Regions from separate parts of the Mus musculus genome. Here region 2 is linked to region 1. A link is a contact called in public Hi-C data. All regions are on one chromosome and are shown on one strand. The core of a region is the stretch at or near the end of the contact, and the rest is flanking DNA. Distances in the headings are between cores, read along the strand shown. Region 1 overlaps Cubn (cubilin (intrinsic factor-cobalamin receptor)). Region 2 overlaps Cubn (cubilin (intrinsic factor-cobalamin receptor)).

The links. A called contact is a pair of places that touch in the nucleus more often than the background predicts.
Region 2: a Hi-C map of bone marrow-derived macrophages shows a contact between it and region 1, with 23 read pairs. The contact joins two enhancer-like sites. A contact is called at or near these places in 5 of 484 Hi-C or Micro-C datasets (bone marrow-derived macrophages, embryonic stem cells and muscle stem cells) and 2 of 115 datasets of contacts at active chromatin or transcription factors (fibro-adipogenic progenitors and heart atrium).

Annotation. Positions count from the first base shown.
Region 1 is chr2:13,288,739-13,296,272 of GRCm38.p6, forward strand. It overlaps Cubn (cubilin (intrinsic factor-cobalamin receptor)), which reads right to left. Exons shown (of 67, transcript NM_001081084.2): 60 at 5,460-5,668. All of the region lies in intron 2 of Gm13270 (a long non-coding RNA gene), which reads left to right. Among named protein-coding and RNA genes, the nearest start is that of Gm13270, 21 kb to the left of the region's middle. Within about 2 kb of position 2,058, at least 11 of the 459 cell types and tissues checked have an H3K27ac peak or open chromatin away from gene starts, as enhancers often do. A contact at or near this core is called in bone marrow-derived macrophages and heart atrium, where this site is marked.
Region 2 is chr2:13,434,216-13,441,026 of GRCm38.p6, forward strand. Cubn (cubilin (intrinsic factor-cobalamin receptor)) reads right to left here. Exons shown (of 67, transcript NM_001081084.2): 22 at 6,200-6,330. Among named protein-coding and RNA genes, the nearest start is that of Cubn, 54 kb to the right of the region's middle. Within about 2 kb of position 4,771, at least 37 of the 459 cell types and tissues checked have an H3K27ac peak or open chromatin away from gene starts, as enhancers often do. A contact at or near this core is called in bone marrow-derived macrophages and heart atrium, where this site is marked.

The DNA of each region.
Region 1 (7,534 bases), core at 808-3,307:
ATGAGCTAACCAGTACCCCGGAGCTCTTGACTCTAGCTGCATATGTATCAGAAGATGGCCTAGTCGGCCATCACTGGAAAGAGAGGCCCATTGGACTTGCAAACTTTATATGCCCCAGTACAGGGGAATTCCAGGGCCAAAAAGGGGGAGTGGGTGGGCAGGGGAGTGGGGGTGGGTGGATATGGGGGACTTTTGGTATAGCATTGGAAATGTAAATGAGTTAAATACCTAATAAAAAATGGAAAAAAAAAAAAAAAGATAAAGTCAGACCAGGAGCTGCCTAACTGCTTCCTACCCTCTTAACACAAAGGCTACATCCATTACAACAGTGATCCAGACCTAATGGAATGGCTTTTCCTCCCACACAGACCTCAGGGGTCTGCTCTGCTTGATTGAGATTCTTGAACATCCCCAGCTCAGTCTAGCTTCCCAGCTATTGCATCTGCCTTCCTTTGCCCAGACCACCCTTGCTGGTATTCATGGAGTCTGTTGAGGTCTCTCTTCCTCTATCATCCACCAGCAATGCCTTCCCTAAAGTGAACACTGCCCACATCCCCTGACTCCTTTCCTCAGGACAAGTATTACTGTCAACATGTTACACATTTAACTTGCCAATTCTATTGCCTTTCCTTCTAAAATGAATACAACATTCCACAGAAGCACAGAATTTTATTCTGTTCCGCCATATCGCCCCAGACCTTAAGAGTGTGTAATGCATAAACCATGCTTACTCGCTTCTTGGTAAGTGCTTTGACCCTTCCCTATGACCCACATGCCTTGGTTTGTTTTATGTTGCTGTACCAGAGTACCATAGACCATGTCATTTATACACAAGTAAGTTAATTGTGATATTTCTGAGGATTGAGGAACATTCAGAATTCAAGGGGCAGACTTTGATGAGGGCCTTCTTGCCTTCTAACATATGAGCATCCTAAGAAGATCATCAGGAGCATGCCAGCTCGGCAATCTCTTCCTCTCCTGGGGTGATACTATTCACCCCATGATAGGAACCCCACTCTCATGACTTCATCTAACCCCAGTTATACCTCAAAGCCCCCCATACCTTTAGCATATGGATATAAGGTTTACATTTCTACCACAGGTACTTGAGTGATATGTACACACCACAGCATCACCCTTCCCTAAAATATTCTCCCTGAGTCTACTCTATCTCAATAAACAGCTCAAGTCTAAATTCCAGTCATACTCAACTCTCCCATTCCCATGATAAGCATCCCCACTTTGTTCCACTTTCGAAATATATTGTATCAATGCCATGTGACACAGTTTCTTCAGAACATGGCTCACAGATCAATTGCACAGAGCACTCACAGAGTTCTGCACCGTAGTGCCCAGGTGTTTGATGACCTAGAGTATGTGTCTATTCTTCCTACAAAACTATACCTTGTACCCAATGCAGAACTTGCAAGCCCTGGTCAATGCTGTTGCTTCTCTCCCTTCCCAGTGCTTGCTGCCTCTGACAGTCTCCTCCCTTGGAGACATAGTCTTTCTTGAAGGACTGATAATCCCTAGTCATAGACCTTTTACTCAAATGTCACCTCCCCTGAGAGTCTAATCCCACACAGTGGGGCCCTCCTCCAATACCATCTTGTTTTATTTTACTGTGATGAAACTCAATCAATGTAATGCTTATTTACTTTGATTGGGCGCCCCCTCTGCACAAGTGTGAGTTTCACAGGAAGAGAAACGGAGTTATGCTCAGAAGTGTCTCTAGCATCCAGAACTACTGATGGCTTTCACAGATTTTTACAAACACCCAAAGAAATAGTGAGGATTTGTATATCCCTCAAACACTTTACTAAAAAATAAATAAATAAATAAATAAATTAATATAGTATGTTTTCATTTTTATGTCTATGTTGTTAATTTTTATTGTACTTTAATAATGATTTTCTGTGTTTCTGTAGCCCTGAATATGAGTTCATAACAGAACCACATTAGATCAGAAATCTCAGAGTAGTGTGGCCACTGATGTTATAAAATGAACATGATAAATTTCAAAATTAAAAAATGAAACAAAACTGACCACTAGATGGTGCTGTCTCTTCTATATGAATTCACGAGGAGCACAGAAAAGTGAAGTTCTGTAGTCAAACACCCTCACTTTATAGAGAAGAGTTGCCAAGTTAAAGACAACATACTTTTTCTGCTAAGTGAGGTTTCATTACAACCACTGTGGTCTATACAAGCTTTCACTTGTATCATGTACCTGGCTTGTGTTGGGTAGTGTGTATATGGAGAGACATAAGAGCATTTATGTACCTTCAAGGTGCTCATAAAATAGTGAGAAGAAAGAGCTAAATATAAACGTATGTGCGCGCATGTGCGTGTGTGTGTGTGTGTGTGTGTCTGTGTGTGTGTTGCTGTTTACAGATATATCTACAAATATGCATGGAAAAATATAAAAAAGAAACCAAAGAAAAGAAAAGGTAATTCTGTCAAATAATATCAAGGAGATTCATACTATAAAAGAGAGAGAGAGTCGGGGAAGACCACCCAGTTCATGCCGAGGAGCCTGGGTCTTACTTTACAAGACCAACGTCAGTTAGAGACTGGTAGATGTGAGGGGCAGGACAAGGACAAGCTAGGGCTGGGTAGAAGGTGGCCCTGTGCTGGTACTATATTCATCCAACCACATTAAAGTAAGAGTTAGCGTAACTGATTGGAATATATAGTTACAAACTGCATGACTACTAGCCTCCTGTATGATCAAACCTGAAATTATTTCTCTGTTCTGTTCCTTGCCAACACCAAATCTCTTGCTGTGGGTAGACCCTGAACAACACTGGAGCAGGGACTGCATGTCTGTGGTGAGTTAGTGTCTGAACACTAACTCAGGCACACCTTGCCTTCTAGAAGCCTTGTTTCTTGGTGTCACTGTGACAAAATGCCTATAATAGTCAACTCAAGATATACTTTGTCTCTAGGACTCAGTCTTTGCACGACTAATCTCTATAGCAACACAGTTATAGAGCTTTGTTGTTCTAGGACTGTGTTAAGGTCATGACAGAAGGACACACAGGGGGTGGGGGTTATATACTTCACAGAAGCACTGATGCAGATAGAAAAGAGTGGTTGGGACTCAGGTATCTTTCAAACGGCAGTGTCCTCAGTAACCTACCTTCCTAACTGACTCCCATGCTACCAACCATGTCTTCTTAACGGCTGTGCTTTGGTGGGTCATGTAAGATTCAAAGTATCACAGTAATAATTATTTACTCTTTATGCATTTTTAAATGTTTGAGCTAATATCTATAATGAGGTAGACTGAAATTCACACTTATTTAATGAATAACTAAGTACATGAATGCTTAGTGGCAGTGCTATCTCCTAACCAATGCACCTAGGGTCTGCTGATGTTGTCCCTAAAGAGGCACACACCCTTCCCCAGTGCCTGATAATATGCAGAAGGGTTAAGCCCAGTGAGTTATTACAAGGGCTCCCAGAAAGCTCTAGGGAATGTTTTTATGCAAGTTTGATGTTCAGGAGTTTATAATTGGCCTTACAACAATAATTTGAAGCATTTAGTGTTTAGAAGTCACATTTCTGAATCCCATAGGATAGTAAGTACAGGGAATTTTCTCTTCAGATGGGACTGGAAACTTTAAAATATATCTGCCAAAACCAAGAGCACCAAGTTGAGGAAGAAACCTTGGGAAACTTCCACCAGTGTCATGTTTCCAGGTAGAGGAAGCAGGAGGACCACACTTTTGATGCCCTCAACCACCTTACTGTTGCTCAACACAAGGATGACTGAACTAACCAAGAGTTGGAGATTAGGTAGTACACAGCACTGTCCTTTCCCCTTATTTTTGGTCATGTCTTTCTTGTGGATATGCCTTGTTGATACTGTTCTCCATTTTATGGAGGCAACAATATGTGTGAGCTTTCATGATGCTGTTAAGTGCCATGGCATGCTCACATCTAAGAAGCCCGACATACTCTGTTCTGATCTCCTTTTCTACGTCAAGGGTATCTAACTTCTGTTTTCATGTTGTATAATGTATCTGTTTACAGGCCAGTCTCCCCCCCCCCCCAATCCCAATGAATTACATCTCCTTGGGGAACGTTCACTGCCACATCTCCCATATTATGTACCATGGCTACCAAACAACTCCATAGGACAGATGTGACGATGGTTTCAACAGTCATTGATCAGCCACAGTTCATTAATCTACAGCAGATGTCCCCCCTTGGTCCCCTAGTAAACACTCTCAAAGACAGCAGTGAAGGGAGTAGGCATAACTCAGCAATGGAACTGGTATAATCTGTCTTACACACTACTTATAGAGCTGTGTCATTAGCTTCTATAGAATGTCATTTTACCACAACATTTAACAATTTAAAAGGGGGGTAGTAAATACTGATATCACCTCAACATGATCTAGAATCACCAAGGGACCAACTTCTGGGCATGCCTGTGAGAAAGTGCCGAGATTGGGTTAACTGAATTTGAAAGAACCCACCCTAAATGTGGGCAGTACCAATTCATGATTTGGGACTCTAGACTGAATAAAAAGGAAAATATGAGCTGAGTGTCAGAACTGATCCCTCTGTGCTTTCTGGCTGTGGGACTACTTACTATCTGCCTTCAAATCTTACTACTTTTCAGGAACCCAGAGAAGCTGGTTTTAAATAACCTCTTAAGTAGTTCTGGCTACTTGGTCTCATTTTAGAGAAGGACTGAACTTGAATTAACACTTTTGTCCCACATTTTGTCACCTCTAGCCCCTCATGAACTCCCTCACAATGGCTGGCTTCTAGCCCCATGTCTTATTAAGATGGTTGTCACCCAATGGAATGGCTTTCTTCATCTCAGCTTTTCTTTGTCTGTGACCTACAGCTTAACACCACTGGCTACCCACACATCATTTGGAAAGGCATCTTCCCCTGACTTCCATGCACCACACTGTTCCTGGATGTCACAAGCTTTTCTCAGTCATCCATTTTCGTCCCTTCATCTTTGGTCCTCCCGGTGCATCCTGTCCTTGGCACCCTTCCTAGACGTCGATGGGAGTTTGGCCGTCTAGCTTCACACTGTCTTAAAAAAATGTTTCTTTGGAATTTTTAGGAAGCTTTGGATGCTATCTACGTAAATAAAAGGGACAGACCAATTACAGTGTATTTTTGCACTTCAGATACCATTTACATTAGGAATTGTGAAAGTCCTCTGACAACCTCACTCTGTCCGACTAATCTTCCCATGGATCGCTTCATAACAAGGCACTTAGCAAGACAGAACTGAATCTTGAAGCTAATGTTAGAAGTCACTTGAGATGTTTGAATGATGATATCAGAGATGAACTTGAACAGGAGGCTAGCAACTACAATATATATTGAAGCCACTGTAAGCAATAGTGTTCTCATTTTCAAGGCTTGTAGATAGTAAGCTAAAATCCCATTCGTTAGAGTAGACTGTTAAGGTGTAGCAGTCTTACCTGCACGTAATCAAAGGTGCATTTTCCTGGCGACGATGGTTCCTCCAGAGTAAATGCATTGAAGGTGAGCTTAACAAGTTTGTTTTCAGGGGCAATTATGTACCATATGCAGTTTAGACCTTTGTCATAAAGTCCATCTGAGTCATGATCAGGAGACACAAAGCTCTTGCTGTCCTCAGTCAGGTACCCACCACACCCTTGCTGTGGTCCTGTCAAACGAAAGATACATCATTGTGCAGAAGAACAAAACGACCTTCACATTACTGTGGAAGGATTTTAAAGAGGAGAGGTTCCATTTTCTCCCACAGACTTGCAAATATTATCAAGAGGTCCCCGAAAACTAGGGAGTGTGCACGTGTGTTTCTCAGCTTTTCTTGGCTTCTTGCTAATTCTTTTTTCCCATCACTGAGTCGCCTCCTTATCAGCACATATAGATGCCTGAGAGAGTGAGTAACCACACTGGGGTGCATGCATGTGCCTCTGTAGAGCTATTCATGCGATTTATTCAAGCTTTTCCAACCCTGAAAAACTCAATTTTCTGAAAATCGATGTTTTTTGCATAATAAAGCTGGTGGGAAATGTGCGCATGCCTGACTTTTATGTTCTACTTTTGTGAACACTGCTAACACTGAAAATTGAATTTATGAAGATTTATCCAATACTTCTAAAAAAATTACCTCTCAACTAGTTTTTCATTTAAATAGTTTGACAGAAAGAGGCTGTGAGGAGACAGCTCTGACTCCTACTTTACATTAAATCACATTCTTTGTATTTTATTTTTTATCTTTTCCAAAACCAAGTCAGGAGGAGACTAAAGAATAAAAGAAATCCACTAGGTAAAAACTATCTACACTGAAATTAAACAACTAGTCATGCATTACAAATTACAGAATACAGAGTATCTTAATGATGAGTGTTTGTCTACTGCAGGAAAGAACAGAAACAAAACCCGCTGGATTTAGGATGTATTTACTCCACAGCATAACGGGTATCTCAGAAATGACATAGGACGAACATGAAATGAAGAAAAGCTGCCAATTTCTAAAGAAAGGGTCAGGTTGAATTAAACTCAAAGTAATCACAACAAAAATAATATTAAATTAGTACACAAATGAATGGTCTGCAGCCTTGCACTAGACACAAGCACAACTTATTTTCTGTTTTTGACCTTCCTACCACATCTGGGCCTAACCTTGCTTTGTTCTAGGCTGACCTTGAACTCGGAAATCTATCTGCCTTTGCATCTTTCTGATAGGCTGGCTCATAGTGTAGCTGCCTTTGTCCCTTTAGATTCATGAAGCTCCTCATAATTCATATTGCATCCTTATATTTTTGTATAGTTGAAAAAAATCATATATATTTAAACTCATGGTTTCAGAGTTATTTTCCACAGCCTTGAGGGCTGTCCTGAAGGTCCCAGCATCTACCATTTTGCTGAGACATAGCAACACCCTCAACTCCTGAACTAGTGATGTTTCTAATTATTATGAAGTCATTAACATTAACAGGGAGGGCATTCTTCAGGAGGAGAGTCCTCCACTGCTAGTACTGGCTCCAGAAAATATGTACATTGCTATACAAACAAACCTTATGCCCATAGCAGCCATGGACACTGGTGGAGACTCACTCCCTGCAGGGCTCTGTCCTAGGAGAAGGAAGCATGTCACTTTGTCCCCAGCAAGATCACACCAGGCTGAGCATAGGAAGGCACAATTTTGATCTGAAAACTATGAGACAAATGAAGGACCATAATAGAGCTCAAAACTAGACCATAAAAAGCCTTTGATTTTGTCCTATGGATAGTGAGGATCCACTTGGAATATTTATTATTATTATTATTATTATTATTATTATTATTATTATTATTATCATCATTAACTGTATGTGTGAGCAACTGCTACATGTGTGTGAGTGCCTGTCAAGGCCAGAAGGGTGAAGAGTTAGATTGCTTGGAGCTGGAGATGTATGCATTGTGAACCGCCTCTCTGTGTGTTGTGAATGAGCTTTAATACACTAGAAAAGTAGTTAACCCTTAAGCCGTCTACAGCCTCTTGGAAGGATTTTTGATTACAGGA
Region 2 (6,811 bases), core at 3,521-6,020, 150 kb after region 1:
AAAATCAGTTTAATATGCATGTATTGGTCAATCTGGAATATAATGCACAAAGCAGCATACAACAGCATAAAGCACATGATGACCTAGGGAAAATGCAAAAATCAACACTCAGAGCTTTAAGTAAGTGCTCATAGAAATAGAGAAAGTATGACTAGCCATCAAGTTAGAATATGCTCACGGAGTGGAAGACATAGTTTGCAATGTCCCAAGATCCCAATTGATCTATGAATTCAATAGGATTTCAGTCAATTTTTTTAAATGGTTAAAAAAAAACCCAAAAGGCAGTTTCTAAAATGTGTATGGCAATATAAAGGATCTAAGATCACCAAAAGAAAAATTTTGAAATGCAAATGCTGTTGTGAAAATCTCCCTGAAGCCAATAATATTGTATAACAGACTCTCCTTTTACTATAAGGTCCAATATGAACATCATGGGACAGAGTAAGAATTCCAGAGGCACACATGTAATATACTTGGACAATTGTCAGCAACGGGTTAAAGGAAATCCAGTGTGTGTATATGTTGGGGGGGGGGGTAGGTAGAGTTGAGGGAGATGAGTTTAAGGCATGGCCTTGCTCCACTAAATATCACTTTCATAAGTGAATGGACTTGGAAACTTAGACCACCATACTAGGAAATCAAGATGAATTTTAGACCTAAAAGTTCAAGCTATAGAACTTCTAGAAGATACATAGAGGGATGGTCTCATAATTTTGACAAGCAAACATTTTCTATATAGAAAACAGAAGCCCATTAGCCATAAAATGAAGGGAAAAAGACTTGAGTGTACCATCTGATCAAGAATACACTTGCATTCCAGACACACATGCTTGAGCGCGTGTGCACACACACACACACACACAGGTTAATAGATACCCAACAAAAGACAATATACTGTCAAAAATAAACTCTGTAGACTAATAAAAAAATTACAAAACTACATTTTTCTAAAAATGACCATGTTTTTCTGCCTGATTAAGCACTTTCATAAAAACTTTTACACCATAGAATTAAAGGTGGCCAATGGGAAAACTGGGAATCACCGGGAGTCCTTCAACTCACAAAGCCATGGCAATATTAGCTCCCTGAGACCAAGGCACAAGAAGAGGGTAGATAGGTACTGTGGACAGGGGAACCCATTGCTTAGGGAGGCATAGTTTCCAAGATCATGTAAAACTTGGTTTCTGAGTGAATGCATATCATCTCAGATTCTCTGCATCGTTGGTTCTCAACCTTCCTAATGCTGAGACCCTTTAGTACAGTTCCTCATGTTGTGGCGACCCACAGCCATAAAATTATTTTTGTTGCTACTTCATAATGGTAACTTGGCTACTGTTATGAATTGTAATGTAAATATCTGTTTTTTAATGGTTTTGGGTGACTTCTGTGAAAGAGGTGTTCAACCACAAAATGGTTGAGACTCACAGCTTGAAAACTGCTTTTCTAAATATAAAATAAACTGATATGGAAACATCAGAGGCCTTCATTGTGTATTGAAGTCTATACTTTCAAAGCAAAGATGTGAGGGAAGATAAAATTACACATTTTCCTCTCTCACGGAAGAGCAATCTAACATTTTGCTACAGTTTGCTGCCAGGTGATTACAGTCACTGCCTTTTCTTTGACCCCACAGATGACATATCAGATGCTGTTGAATAAAGGCAGAGGAGCTATTACAGAACTCTGGGGGATATTAGCAATCACATTTTAAATCTGACAAAGCCATGTCATTTACATATGTAATATAATTTGTGTGTCTCTGTATATATACACATTCATGTGCAAGTTTGTATGTGCACATGAAGGCCATATATCAATACCAATGTTTCCTTCATCACTCATCCACCTTAATTTTTGAAATAGGATCTGTCACTAAACTCAAAGCTCACTGATTCTGCCTGCCTGGTTGTTCAGAAAATCCCAGGAGTCCTCCTGTTCCCTCTGTCCCAACCCTGATATCATAGGTACACACATGCATATCTACCTTTTTAACATAGCTGGTACGGTCTAAACACACACATATCTCTGAACGGTCCTTCCAGCCTATCATAATGTTATTTTTATATCGAAACAACATAGTCATCATGTCTAGTTAAAGATGTGTGGAAGAGGAATAGGAGACTTTGAGATTAGTTTTAAAATTCATTTAGATTGAACACCAGATAAAATTTGGACTCTTTTCAAATCTTGAACTCTCTAATGATCTCTAGTTTCTCTTTTGGGTATGTGTACATGTGTGTACACATGTGTACTAGTGTGTAGGGAATGTACAGAGACCAAAGGTTGATTGTCAGATGGCTTCCTCAATCATATTTCTATTTAGTTTTGGAGAAAGGGTTCCTTATCTGACCTAGAACCCTGGGACTCTTCCTGCCCCTACCCTTCCAGCACTGAGAGCACAGGTGTGCTCTTCCAGGCTTGGTTTTACTTTTTTACATGGGTACCTGGGATCTAGACTCAGGTCTCATGCATACATAACAGATAGTTCACCCACAGAGCCATCCCTCAGCCTATGATCCCTAGTTTTCTACAGTGGAAATGTCAATTTAGACCTGTAAGGGATTAAGAATACCCCAATTAAGCACTGTTTTCATTCTAAGGCCCAACAGACACATGTGCACATGTGTATGTGCACACACACACACACACACACACACACACTCACACACACAAAACCTAGAAGTGAATCGATGGGTTATTTGTACGAAACATTAAAAAAAGTTAAGATTTACTAGAGGAAATTATTTTAGAGATTAATAGATTTCCTTTAAAAAAAAACCTTCTCAAAAATATTTGAGCATGTAATATGAGAAATTTCAGATAGAGGTATACAATCAAGGGAAGCCTGAAACCTGCCCAAGCTGCTTCAAGCCAGCATCAAGCTGTCACTCAGCAGACACTCTCTGGCCTTAGTTTCAATCTGCAGTGAATAAGACCTGCAATCATGAGTATAATAGTTCTTTACTATCTTTTATAACAGTTTTTAAATAAACTATAAAGACAAAATTCAACTAGATCTGCTTGAATTGTTCTGTAAAACTATACCAAAGACCTTAATTAGAATTTCTAATTGAAGAATGATATCTGAGCTTATAACCATAACATCTGAGCTAATCTCTTCTTTCTGAAGATGTTTTAAAATGACCATTCTAATCTGAGAACATTGCTCTTACCACACGGAGATATAAGAAAAGACACAGAACGTGCTCTGCCCATTTCTTTGAAATAAATCCCTTGTGACCCTCTTGGTTATCACTTCCTAACTTCTTGCCTTCCCTTTCTGGGCTCACTCCAAGGTGACTGATGAGAACTTGCACGGTAGTGTAAGACAGAAGGAAATCCCAGTGGATTCACCTTTTTATATGGATATTTGCTCATAAGATTGTGCTTGGGACCATGCTAGCTACTTCCCTGGGTAATTTTGAAGCTCTTCTCTTAGTAAAATGTAAGAAACATTCCTCATAGTTCCGCTGTAGCCCTGGAGAGAATGACAACAGAAACAGGCAGCATAGTGAAGCCTGTTTGCTTAGTTTGGCTCTTAAACCAGCCAGCTGTTTATTCTTGGGACGACAGATTCAACATTCTAGACTGATATTGCCTCCATTCAAAGATTAATTGGGAAAGACTGTACTTATATTTTCTAGACACGTCACAAAAATAAAATCCAATCATGCTTACTGAGCTTTTTAGACAGTTTTCATGAAGAGAAGTCTAACTTTGTATGGTACCTCTGATAATTTCCACTCTGTTTTTCTTTTTCTCATTCATATTTTTAATGAATATAGTCATGAGTGAATCAGGAATTAATTTGAAGAATAATGGAGTAGTCGTTATATAGATATGCTTTTCTCTATACTTGTAAAGTTTTCGCTTACTAGTTCTATATTAAGACAGTGGATAAGTAATACTTGTTATAGGATATCAGATAATAATTTAAATTGTAAAGTATACCAATTATATTATCTCAATATGCAAATATTTTACTTCATGCTAATAAATGTTGGATGTCATAATCAGTGGTAAAGAGTTCTTATGAGATTCTATCCAACATCGTTACTTTTGTTATATCATTTGTTTTCTATATATTCTCAGGAATATTTGAATGAGAGCTGCAGCCAAATACTTAGGGAGGGAGTCAGAGTATGAACAAGAAGCCAATCTCCTTACTCCCAAACACATGTTTAAAGGCTGACATCATAGACTTATTGCAGGAACTACAGATAGAAGGGTAACGGGATTCAAATCAGGAAAATTTGACTCTATTAAATGAAAGCAGGCCAGAGTCAAGGGAAATGTCCATGGGCTGTGGTAAGAAACTAGACCTCAGCAGTCCAAACCATCATCGTTACTCCAAAAATAACTTCTTTTGGAACAAGGAAATAGCTTACAGGCCAATGATTGCCTGTCCTCTGGTGCTTTTATCCAACATGATTTCAGTCTACAGAAATTAGCCAGAAGAAGACGCTAGCTGAAGAGAGTCCTCCCCTCTGTCTTTCCAGTCAGCAGCTCATTTCACCCAAGCTCCTGGGAGCATTAGCTAACTGCCTGACCACCACCACCTCTATTCTGGTCTCCTGAGCCAGCTGTGCTCTGAGTTTTACTACAGGACCAGCTTCAACAACTCATGCAACCCAGCCACCCATATGACTTTCTGGGTCTCATCATCTGATTGCTATTTCAAATGGTGGGACTGTGTTAACCAGTCCTATGAGCTCATTCAAAAAAAGGTAGATACATAGTCATCAGTCAAGTGGTGAAAAGGATGCACTCTCTTTTCTGTGATTTCTGCTCTGTCTAGACCAAGTAGGGGCTGGAGTCATGACTAACACAGGGAAGCAGGGGTAGAGTCTCTGGAGTTGCTCCTTCAGTGTCTTCTTTTTGAGCCCTTGGGGTTTCCTCCCTTCCGTTTCCTCTTTTATGTTAGAAGTACTGGGAAGAACTGAACCTAGTCATGCATGCTGAGCACATGCTAGCACTGAGCACATTCCATTCCCTACTCTCTGTATCAGTTTCCCTTCCTGTCTACTGGACCTATTACTTTGATGAGTTTTATAGGAATTTTATCTTTCTGAACAATTTCATTAAATTTTAAATTTATCCTCCTCATCCCCAGCTTATATTAATGGCTCCTAGCTGTCTCTTCCCTTCATACTGCCTCCCAAGCTAGTGTAGTGATAACACAATCATTTCAGTCATTACAGAACTATGCTTCATTTTTATATACTAGTGCAGAGAACGCCATGACATTTTCAGGAGGTACTGCCCACATTACATGCTATTTAAGAAATAAGCAGTTTATTCATGCAGCAAATTAAAATTGTGTTCACAGAAGATTAGAACCAGAAAACATTGAAAGATCATTAAATCTTATCTTTTAATTACACAGATAAGAAAATTGTATTCCACAGAGTTCAACTGATTTACTCCAAATCGAATATTTGGTGTGGTTTGGGACCAAACATATGAGAGAGATGAAACTACAGAAGTATAGAAAATTGTGTATACACTGTAATTTCCTGAGACATCCACTTTGGTCTTTGGCTGTTAACCACTTGAATAAGGTTCAGTGAAAATGTCAGTTACATAGCACAACACACCATACTTTAAATCCTTGCGCTTTACCTCTACATGTGCTTGGGCTAGATAATGGGGCACCTGCTAGAGTGAATCCCACCAGTGATCAATGTATACAGTTCTCCCGCAGTTTGTAGTTTAAAGCCATGCTTCCAGAACACAGAAGCTGAACTACTTTTGCCTGGATTAAAGTATAGTGACCAAAATTTCTAGAGGAGAAATAAGTGAAAAACTGGCTAGGGATTTTGAGTAAGAATTTTTTTTTCTTTCTATATTTATGTTAGGAATACAGGTGTAAGAAGATAAACACCTCAAAGGTGGCTGGACAAAAGACTCTCAAGAGGAATATGTCCAGGCCCAGAAAAATGCCCCAAGCTGTGGAATGCTTGGCAAGTAGGGGTAACATGTGACAGCTGTAGCTATGCACTGGATGCTACTTTTCTGTATCAAACATCTTCTAACCCTGATATAAACATTAAGGTCCAGAATCCCTAAAGGAGCACACAGTTTAGCTAACAGATTTACCCTATTTTTAATTGGGTGGATCTTGTCTTTATACTTTACTCCAAGTAAGTATTTGTGTGTTTTAGATATTAAACATCTTTTGCAGCAGAGGAAATGTTACCTGATGATGCATTAATTGCTTCATAATTTATGGAAAAGCCTTCGTGGGCAAGAGCAGAGTCAGACACGAATATCAGCTTTATTGAATGAGAGCTGCTGGTAAGAGAAGGCGGGATGGATTTTCCACAGTATCTGTTCCAAAGAAAGAAAGAAGAGAGACACAGATTAGTAGATTTGACCTTATATTCTGAACAATAGGCCATGTAAAGACGAAAATAATACAAATGACAATGGGCTGTTATCTATTTCACATCAACCTTGAAACCAAGTATATTTCAGTAATAACAGAAACGCAGTGGAAGAGTTGTGTGGCACGCCTAATGCCTTAACATGCAGGAAAAATGTTCTGAGACCAGGAAGCACAGACTGCAGGCACCTGCTGTCAGCGCACTGAGCAACTCTTTCCTAGACCTATGCTAAAGGAATTATGTTCCTTTACTGTATTTACTACCACATTAAAGCATCCAAAACCATCCAGCAGAGCCCTAGACAGCTCTGCCACTCAGGTGCACTGTGACTTTGGACACATGGTTTAATTGGTCTGGGTCATCTTCTCCGTAGACTTCACATCATTCTGAACATCTGGATCAGGTAGATCGCTGAAGCTAGGCAT